Regions from separate parts of the Callithrix jacchus genome. Here region 2 is linked to region 1. A link is a contact called in public Hi-C data. All regions are on one chromosome and are shown on one strand. The core of a region is the stretch at or near the end of the contact, and the rest is flanking DNA. Distances in the headings are between cores, read along the strand shown.

Region 1 (4,813 bases), core at 588-3,087:
AGTCCCAGAGCTGTAACACTGTTGCTTCAATAAAGCTGATTTCTTCTACGTCTGACTTGCCCTTGAATTCTTTCCTGGGCAAAGCCAAGAACCATTTCAGGCTGAGCCACTTAGGGCTTGCCTGTCCTGCCTCAGGGTCATGTTACCTTTTCTCAGCTGCGTTCTGTTCATTGCAACTTCACCTGTAGGTTTTTGGCTTTGCTTTTTTTTTTTTTTAAGTTTTAGATTTCTCTGACAGTGTTGCTTTTGTTTAGGCCCGTGTGGGCACTGCTGATCTGGGGCCACCTGTTACAGAATTCTTGGCTTGGGATCTTTGGGGTCTGCTGACAGATTTAATTCAGACCTTAATCCCATGTTCGTGCTTGCCCACGGTTTTGAATTCTAAGGAAGATTTCACCTCCACTGCCAAGAGACGTTAAAGAACCAGCATTCTGGCCAGGTGTGGTGGCTCAGGCCTGTAATCCCAGGACTTTGGGAGGCTGAGGCAGGTGGATCACTGAGGTCGGGAGTTTGAGACCAGCATAAACAGCGTGGAGAAACCCCGTCTCCACTAAAGTTAAAAAATATGCTCACCTGAGCGGGGAGGGGGTCACGAACCTCACTGGCCTGCCCCAGCTCTGCCTTTGCCTCTTTGTTTGGCCCTGTGGCTACAAAGCTGCCCTACCAGGAGCAACCCCCACTGGCAGCTCTGGCCCTGGGGATTTGTAACTTTGGTGGGGGCAGAGTGTGGAGAGGCCAAGTCCACACTGTATCTAACCCTAGTGCAGCTCAGGATTCGGCTTCCCCCAGCCCCTTCTTCTCAGGGTCTCAGCTCGGGCCCTCAGGACAGCAGGAAGATGGGCTCTTCTCACCCACTAGGTCCCCTGTCCTTTACCCCCAACTTCAGACGCAGCTTCACCTAATCCAGCCACAAGAAGAGAAGAAGGCAAATCACTCAGGGAGGGAGGCACCTGAGCCCCCGCTCTGCCCAGACAAGGCACCCTGTGCGTCTCCCACGGCTTACCACATCTGCCTAGGACTCGAGGAAAGGGCCAGAGGGCCGAAGGTGACACCGGAGTCTCCAGCATCACCTTCCAGGGCCTTCAGGGAATTTCTCGCGCTGTGGAGCAGAAGACTGGCTCCCCTGGGGATGTGTGTGAGTGTGTGCTCCCCTGCGCCCCGCGGAGGTCAGGGTCCTCTCCATTCGGGACAGCAAGGAGAGAATGGCTTGGAGTGAGGCCCTAGGGTTGGGGGCTAAAGCAGCACAGGTATGGGAAATAGGGTGCCGGGGTGCTTAGAGGGGACTGGTAGGGAACACTTGGAGCCTTGCACGGGCCTAGGGTAGCTGCGGTGGGGAGGCAGCAGGGAGCCTCTCCTGACGGATGGGGTTTTCTGAGGAGCCCCGAGGGTTCGTTGGTCTAGGGTAGCCTCTTACAGCTGCGGTGGTGGTGGAGGTCAGGTGAGCAGGGCGTAGTGCGGCGGCCGTGGCACGGTGGGAGCCTCGTGTTCACCGGCTCTACTAACCGGACTAGACCCCTGCAGCTACCCAGCCAGCAGGGCCAGGCCGTGCCTTCGGAATCTGGGTGCTTCCCAGGGCCCAGGTTTGAGGGCGCCACGCCTTCCAGCGTCTGAGCTCCGGGCGCGCCCGCCCTGCCCACTGTCCCAGCGCCGGGGGCCGGGGGCCGGGGGCCGGGGTCCAGGGACCAGGGCCTCGTGCACGCCCGGCTCCGAGGCATCTTCGTATTCCATCTCTTCCCGCCGCGCTATGTCGCCTCGGCGACCCAGGAGAGGGTGAGGCGAAGCGAGCGGCTGGGGGCGCGTGTCCCGCAGGCTCAGGTCAGTGCGCGTGCGCCCGGTAGACGCGGCCCTGCGCGCTTGTCGTGCGCCGCTTCCGGGACGCGCCTGCCGCGACTCCGACTCCGCCGCAGAAGGTTTGTGCGGCTCCGCGCGGCCTCGCTGAGGAGCTGTCATTTGCCGTTGCTGTGGGAGAACGTGGTGGGAGGTGCCGCGGGGAATGGAGTGGCCTCGTGCATGGCCAGGCTTTGTGAGGTTCTGACTCTGTCCTTCCCAATGTTCCTCCCACACTGGCTGCCTCCTCCAGGAGATGATGGCTGCCTGAGCGCCTGCCATGGCCCACCGAAAGTGTGAGAGCGCCAGGAGCGGCATGTTGGACCACGGAGTGAGGCTGGGCCCTGTTCCCCACGGCCAGGAGCGAAGACGAGGAGCTGCCCGTAGAGGACTATGTGCCCGAGGGCCTGGAACTGGCTGCCCTCTGGCCAGAGAGTCCCTTGCCCAAGGGATTATGGTCATCTTGGGGCTCTCATGCCTTCGTTTTCTTACAGGACATTATCTTTCTGGGGACCCAGTTTGCCTTCATGCCCCTTCCTCGCGCTCTCACACTTTCGGTGGGCCATGGCAGGCGCTCAGGGAGCCATCATCTCCTGGAGGAGGCAGCCAGTGTGGGAGGAACATTGGGAAGGGCAGAGTCAGAACCTCACAAAGCCTGGCCATGCACGAGGCCACTCCATTCCCCGCGGCACCTCCCACCACGTTCTCCCACAGCCCAAGCAGTGGGAGTGCCACAACCACAGCCCTGATGGGGACTCCAACTACGTGAACACCTCCGAGGAGGAGGACTACGACAAGGGCCTCCCCAAGGAGGAGGAGGGCATGACCTACAACATCTGCTACTGCCCGGAGGACGACAGCTACCTGGAGAGCAGGGACTGCAATGGGGAGGAGTACCTGGCCCACGGCATGCACCCCGTCGACACTGACACGTGCCAGGAGCATCCACACTGCATTCCTCCTAACTAGACCGACCAGTGAAGAGCTCAGCCATCATCACAACTGCAAGGCACCCAGCCCCTCCCACCGCCTTGCTTCAGCATCTGCAGGGGCTGTACCAGGAGGTCCCTTGCTCTTGGGCCCCTCTGCTACCTTCTCTAGGACAGGAGAGTCTTACTCCGGGACAGGAGAGGAGTGGCTGGACTTGGTGGGCCTGCACCCCTATAGCCACTGTGCTGAGGGCAGCCAGGACTACCCAGACGGCCACCTGCCCATCCTGGAGGACGAGCCCTCTGTCCTGGAGGCCCACGACCAGGAAGAAGATGGCCACTACTATCCCAGCAAAGAGGGTTACCAGGGCTACTACCCCATAGAGGCCAACGGGAACACCGGCCCCTCCCCATACCACCTGAGGCATGGGGACGGGGACCTGGAGGACCAGGAGGAGGACATTGACCCTATCATGGCCAAGATCGAGAGGAGCCTGAGCATGACCAGCATCACCAGCACCAGTGAGGCCAGCCCCGAGCATGGGCCTGAGCCGGGGACTCTGCAGAGGCCTGCATGCCCAGCAAGGCCAGCTGCAGCCCCAGCAGGTACGAAGTGAAACCCAAGTCACTGAACCTCCCTCCTGAGGCCAAGCACTGTGAAGACCCCCAGAGAGACTTCAAGCCCAAGACTAGGACCCCAGAGGAGAGGCCGAGGTGGCCCCACAAGCACGTAGGACTCTCCTGTCCAGAGAATGAAGCAGAGGGGCCTGAGAGCAAAGGACCTGGCTCTGCATCTCTTCTTATAGAGGTGCTGATCCATCATGAGAGCTCCACCCTACGGAGCTAATGACCTCCCAAGGGCCTCACCTCCTAACACCATTACATTAGAGGCTAGGATTTCAACATACAAATTTTGAAGGAACACATTCATTCCGTAGTACATAGAAAGTAATTTCTTAAATAGAGTACTGAAAGTGGATGGGTGTGGTGGTTCACACCTGTAATCCCAGCACTTTGGGAGGCTAAAACAGGAGGATTGCTTGAGCCCAGGACTTCCAGACCAGCCAGGGTAACATAACAAGACCCTATCTCTCCCTATATATGTATACAAAATTAGCTGGTTGGTCGGCTGCATGCCTGTAGCCCTGGCTACTCAGGAGGCTAAGGAGAGAGGATCACTGGGGGCCACGAATTTGAGGCTGCAGTGAGTTGTGATTGAGCCACTGCACTCCTGCCTGGGCAACAAAGTGAGAGTCTGTCTCAAAAGCAAAAAATATTAAAAGCATAAGGTCAAAAGAAAAATGGTGATAGATTTGATTTGGCCGAAGTATTTAGAGTTCTTTTCCACCAAACATGCCGAAAACGAAGTTTAAAGAGAAACCGTAGATCAGGAGCAGGTATTTGCAATTCATGTAATCAACAAAGGATACAGATGGAGGATATTTAAGGAATTCTTATAAACTAATGTTTTTAAAAGTCAGCCAACCAAAAGAAAAGTGGGCAAACAGTATGAACATGGAATTCATAGAAAAGTTCACTTGGCCAGGCACAGTGGTTCATGCCTGTGATCCCCACACTTTGGTAGGCCAAGGTGGGCAGATCACCTGTTGTCAGGAATTTGAAACCAGCCTGGCCAGCATGGTGAAACCTCATCTCTACTAAAAACACAAATTAGCTGGCCATGTTGGCACGTGCCTGTAGTCCCAGGTACTCAGGAGGCTGAGGCATGAGAATCTGAACCCAGGGGGCAGAGGTTGCAGTGAGCAGAGATTGCATCATTGTGCACCAGCCTGGGAAGCAGAGTAAGATTCCATCTGGGGGGAAAAAAAAAGGAAACTTGAATGATCTGACCTGCAAACAGCAAGAGATTTAGCATCAATAGGAATGAGGGAATTGGACATAGAAATGACAAGGAGAGGCCAGGTGTGGTGGCTCATGCCTGTAATCCCAGCACATTGGGAGGTTAAGGTGGGTAGATCATGAGGTAAGAGATGGAGACCATCCTGACCAACATGGTAAAACCCCGTCTCTACTAAAAATATATAAATTAGCTGGGC
Region 2 (4,813 bases), core at 620-3,119, 230 kb before region 1:
ATTCCAGCCTGGATGATAGAGCAAGACTCTGTCTCACACACACACACACACACACACACACACACACACATACACACACACCACAAACTCATAACAGCCTTTTTACAGATGAGCAAACGAAAGCTCAGAGCAGTTAAGTCACTTGCCCAAGGCCACACAGAGGCCAGGGAACTGGGATTTGAATGCCCAGCTGTCCAACACAGTCACCATGTCATCTACAACAGTATCGAGCATCAGCATATGTCCATCCCTGGCCATGGGCTGGGGGATGGCCAGGCACCCAGGGAGACATGGGAGACAGCCCAGACCAGAAGCACTGAGGGGTTTGCAGTTGGCATTCTACTGGTTCTTCATGGCACTCTACCAGGAAGTTTGCCTCTACCAGGAAGCCCTCCCAGGGGGCCTCCCAGTCACAGCAAGGGAGTTTAAACATGGCTGATTATGGGGCAACCCTTCCTTGACCTCCTTTCATTGTCAAGTTCTTTTCTCAGCACAGCAGGTGACCTGGCCTTGGAGTATCGTCTTCCAGTGTCACCAGTTCCATCCTCTTAGGCCCCAGCCATCCACTCTAGATTAGATCCCTCCTGGCTCTGAGGCCCCCTTCCAGGCCTCAGGGTGCCTGAAGCCTGCCCTGCAGCATGGGGGGCTGGCAGGAAACAACAGACCTGGGTGTGGCCAGCACAAACCACAGCCTTCCTCCCCCACCCCACCCGGTCCCAGGCAGGTGGTTGTGTGGGCTCCCTAAGAGGGGACCACGAGAGGAGCCAGGGGTTGTCTCCCAAGGAGAAGAGCCCCTGCCTGAAGGAGGACTGCCTGGGTGGAAGGTCGTGCTCCTTGGATGTCATGCTCAGAAGATCAGGACAAGAACTGTCTCAGAGTTGGCTCTCAGCCATCAGCCTTAAGTATGAGTTTGTTTTGACAGTAGATTCAGAATTTGCATCAAGGAGGTCCATGGACAGGGTGGTGGGGGGAGAGTCCCAGAATCTGTAGTTCAAGGTGCAAGGGCTCCCGAGACTTTGCCGCAGCCCCCACATTCTCTGTTCACTCTGTGTCTCCTGGCCCCATGCAGAGGGCCTTGGCTACGAGGAGCTCCATCCTCCTTTCTTTGTTTTTTCTTTTCTTCTTCTTATTTTTCTTTTTTTTTTGAGGCTGAGAAGCTCACTACAACCTCCGCCTCCCAGGTTCAAATGATTCTCCTGCCTCAGCCTCCCGAGTAGCTGGGATTACAGGCATCTGCCACCACGCCTGGCTAATTTTTGTATTTTTAGTAGAGATGGGGTTTCACCATGTTGGCCAGGATGGTCTCAAACTCTTGACCTCAAGTGATCCGCCTGCCTTTGCCTCCCAAACTGCTGGGATTACAGGTGTGAGCCACTGTGCCCAGACTCTATCCTCCTTTCTTACCTAGTAGGCCCTCATGGACCCTAGTCCTCTGGGGTGACCCCTTATGACCACAAATCTCTGCACAATGAATGCGAGGGCCAAAAACATCCCCCACCCGCTCAGGAAGCAAGGTGACAGCAAGGTAGAGAGAGACAGCGATGGTCTGTCTGCTCGCTATCCCCCTAGACTTCCTGGACCCCACTGCCAACCAGTCTCTCCTGATGGGTCCATCTCTCTGCACTTCCCAGGATAAGTACTCACCAGATGGAGCTCGGTTTTGCGACCTGCACGCACTCAGCCTGGCTACCAGCTCCTGCAGTCCCCATGACCTATGGCCAGGGTTTTGAGCTGGCCCAAGGGAACCGCTGGCTGGGTAGAGCCTGGGATAACCACAGAGTGACCCAACAGCACCCGACTTCCTCTTTCTCAACGGCTTGCCTGCGTGCCTGCTACGCCGCTCGCAGCTGCTGGCCAATCCAGGGGTCTGAGAAGAGCACAGAGGATGGGGGTTCTAGAGGCAGAGAGCCCTGCTCCCACCCCTCAGCCCTGTGCATGCAGGTGTCTTGGGGAGGAGGGGTGGGGAGCTGGGGAGAGGCCCAGCGTCCTCAACCCCCACCCCAGCAGCTTCCTGTGGCACCAACTGCTGAAGAGGAACAGGGTGTGGGGGCCTCACCCAGGCACATGGGTGTATAGACAGCACCATGTGGGGACATGCAAGTCATGTGTATCTGTAGAGACAAAGGCACCCAGTCAAAGCCCAGCCGGGTGGGTGCGCACTGAGACTCGGAAACACTCACGGTTACACTGTTTCGTGGGCTCCGGGAAGCTGGCAGAACAACCTGGCGTGCTGGTAACATTTAACAACCACTGCCGATTCTCCTGGTGTAAATGCTCCCAGCGTGGCTGATTTCACCTACAGTGTGATGCCACTGAGTGTGGAGTTGGTAGGAAATGCTCAGATTTGGCTCTTCAAAAAAAAAGTTTATTTTATTTTTAGAGATAGGGCCTCATTCTGTCACTCAGGCTGGAGTGCAGTGGTGAAATCATAGCTCACCACAGCCTCAATCTCCTGGACTCAAATGTTCCTTCTGCTTCAGCCTCCTGGGTAGTTGGGATTACAGGCACATGCCACCATGCCAGCTAAGTCTTAATAGATAATTTATGTATAATATATATATATACTTATATTTAACTATATAAAACTGCACAGCTAAGTTTCTTAAATAGATAATTCATGTATATATATGCTTTATATGTACTTATATATAATTTATATATATATATACATAGATATAATTTTTCATGTATAATTTTTCTGTTCAGACAGGCTCTCACTCTGTCATCCAGGCTGGAGGGCAGTGGCATGATTTTGGTTCACTGCAACCTCCATCCCCTGGGCTGAAGTGATCCTCCCACTTCAGCCTCCTGCGTAGCTGGGACCAGAGGCACACATCACCATGCCTGGCTATTTGTGTATGTGGGTATTTTTAGTAGAGACAGGGTCTCACCATATCGCTTAGGCTGGTCTTGAACTCCTGGGCTCAAGCAATCCACCTGCTCTGGCCTCCCAAAGTGCTAGGATTAGAAGCATGAGCCACTGTGCCCAGCCTAAGTTTAGATCTTATTTTTTTTTAGTTTTTAGTTTTGTAGAGACTCAGGGATCTTACTCTGTTGCCCAGGCTGGTCTTGAACTCATGGGCTCAAGCAATCCTCCCACCTTGGCCTCCCAAAGGGCTGGAATTTCAGGCGTGAGCCACCATGCCTGGCCTCATAATCTATGCTTTGGAGGTTGCTTTTGTCTACTGAATCTGTTGGAGAACTGCTGTAGAATGGTGTGCCGCTGCACGTCTCCTTCTGACTCATAGTTCTGCGGCATCACTTGAAATTGGCTGTGGTGAGAGTATTTTTACCGTGAGAACTGGAATGCTGTAATTCAGTGCTCCCCACTTGAGAGGTGGATGTTCAGCATTTGCCATCACACCACTGCCCAGCGGTGCACACAGCTGGTCTTGGGCTGCTGCACAATCACGCCTCACACATGGTCACACGCAGCCATGGGGACTTACAGAGGCAGGTGCAAGTGTGCACACCTAGACATAGGAGCCCCCACACACAGAGGACACCAGACACATGCATGTGCACAACAGTGCACAACCGCTCTGCACAACGGGGCTGCAGCTCCTGGAAAACATGAAGCTCAAGGACACACACACGGAGAGGCAAACACAGACACATGTGCTCACAGGCACAACTTCACATGTGAGCATGCAGTTCCATGTGGACATGCAGAACGGGCATGTAGACACACAACAAACACGCCTGGATATGCATGTGGACTCACAATCACAGTCACACAGATCACACACACACACAGCAGATGCTGGCCGGGCACGGTGTCTCACACCTGTAATCCCAGCACTTTGGGAGGCTGAGGCAGGTGGATTACCTGAGGTCGGGAGTTCGAGACCAACCTGGCCAACATGGTGAAACCCTGTCTCTACTAAAAATATAAAAATTAGCCGGATGTGGTGGGCACTTGTAATCCCAGCTACTTAGGAAGCTGAGGCAGGAGAATCGCTTGAACCCGGGAGGCAGAGGTTGCAGTAAGCCAAGATTGTGCCTCTGCACTCCAGCCTGAGTGACAGAGTGAGACTCTGTCTCAAAAAACAAACAAAACAACAACAAAGAGCAGATGTTGGCCGCCTCTGAGAACACCCACGGAGACCCTGCCTTGCACACTGGTTGCCATGAGACCCCACAAAGTCGCAAACACACAGACCTGGAAAGCCCTCACCACACTGTCCCCAGGGACACACACGGGGCCACCCACAGAATCGCCCCAACGAGACACAGACATACACAGATTTGTACACACTCATTCTGTAACCAACTGATTATTTCTTTCATGCAACACGCATTTATTGAGCACCTACTGTATCCCAGGCACTGTGGCAGATGTGGGATCACGGTGAACAAGACAGACACAAGCCCCCTTCGCCCTGCAGGAGCTCCAGTCGGGGGAGGCAAACCGTGAATCAATCAGGAAACATACCTAGGAGATAAATTTAGATGCTGTGACAGGAAGTAAACAGCGTGATACAACCGAGTGTGTGGGGGAGGTGTTCGCCTGAGCTGGAAGGTCAGGGAAGGCCATTTGAGCTGAGATGTGTAAGCTCAGAAGAAGTTGGGCATATAAATCAACATCTAGCTGGGCTCACACCTGTAATCCCAGCACTTTGGGAGGCCGAGGTGGGCAGATCACCTGAGGTCAGAAGTTTGAGACAAGCCTGGCCAACATGGGGAAACTCCATCTTTACTAAAAATACAAAAATTAGCTGGGTGTGGTGGTGGGTGCCTGTAATCACAGCTACTCACGAGGCTGAGGCAGGAGAATCACTTGAACTCAGGAGGTGGAGGCTGCAATGAGCTG

Evidence for each region. A called contact is a pair of places that touch in the nucleus more often than the background predicts.
Region 2: a contact with region 1 is called in a Hi-C map of induced pluripotent stem cells, with 4 times the contacts expected there. The contact joins the promoter of ARHGEF18 here to the enhancer-like site in region 1. A contact is called at or near these places in 3 of 3 Hi-C or Micro-C datasets (induced pluripotent stem cells and skeletal muscle).

The regions. Positions count from the first base shown.
Region 1 is chr22:6,706,690-6,711,502 of calJac240_pri, reverse strand. No RefSeq gene overlaps it. Among named protein-coding and RNA genes, the nearest start is that of INSR, 170 kb to the left of the region's middle. Within about 2 kb of position 1,837, at least 3 of the 16 cell types and tissues checked have an H3K27ac peak or open chromatin away from gene starts, as enhancers often do.
Region 2 is chr22:6,935,762-6,940,574 of calJac240_pri, reverse strand. ARHGEF18 (Rho/Rac guanine nucleotide exchange factor 18) reads right to left here and starts at 1,869. Exons shown (of 29, transcript XM_035287456.3): 1 at 1,645-1,869.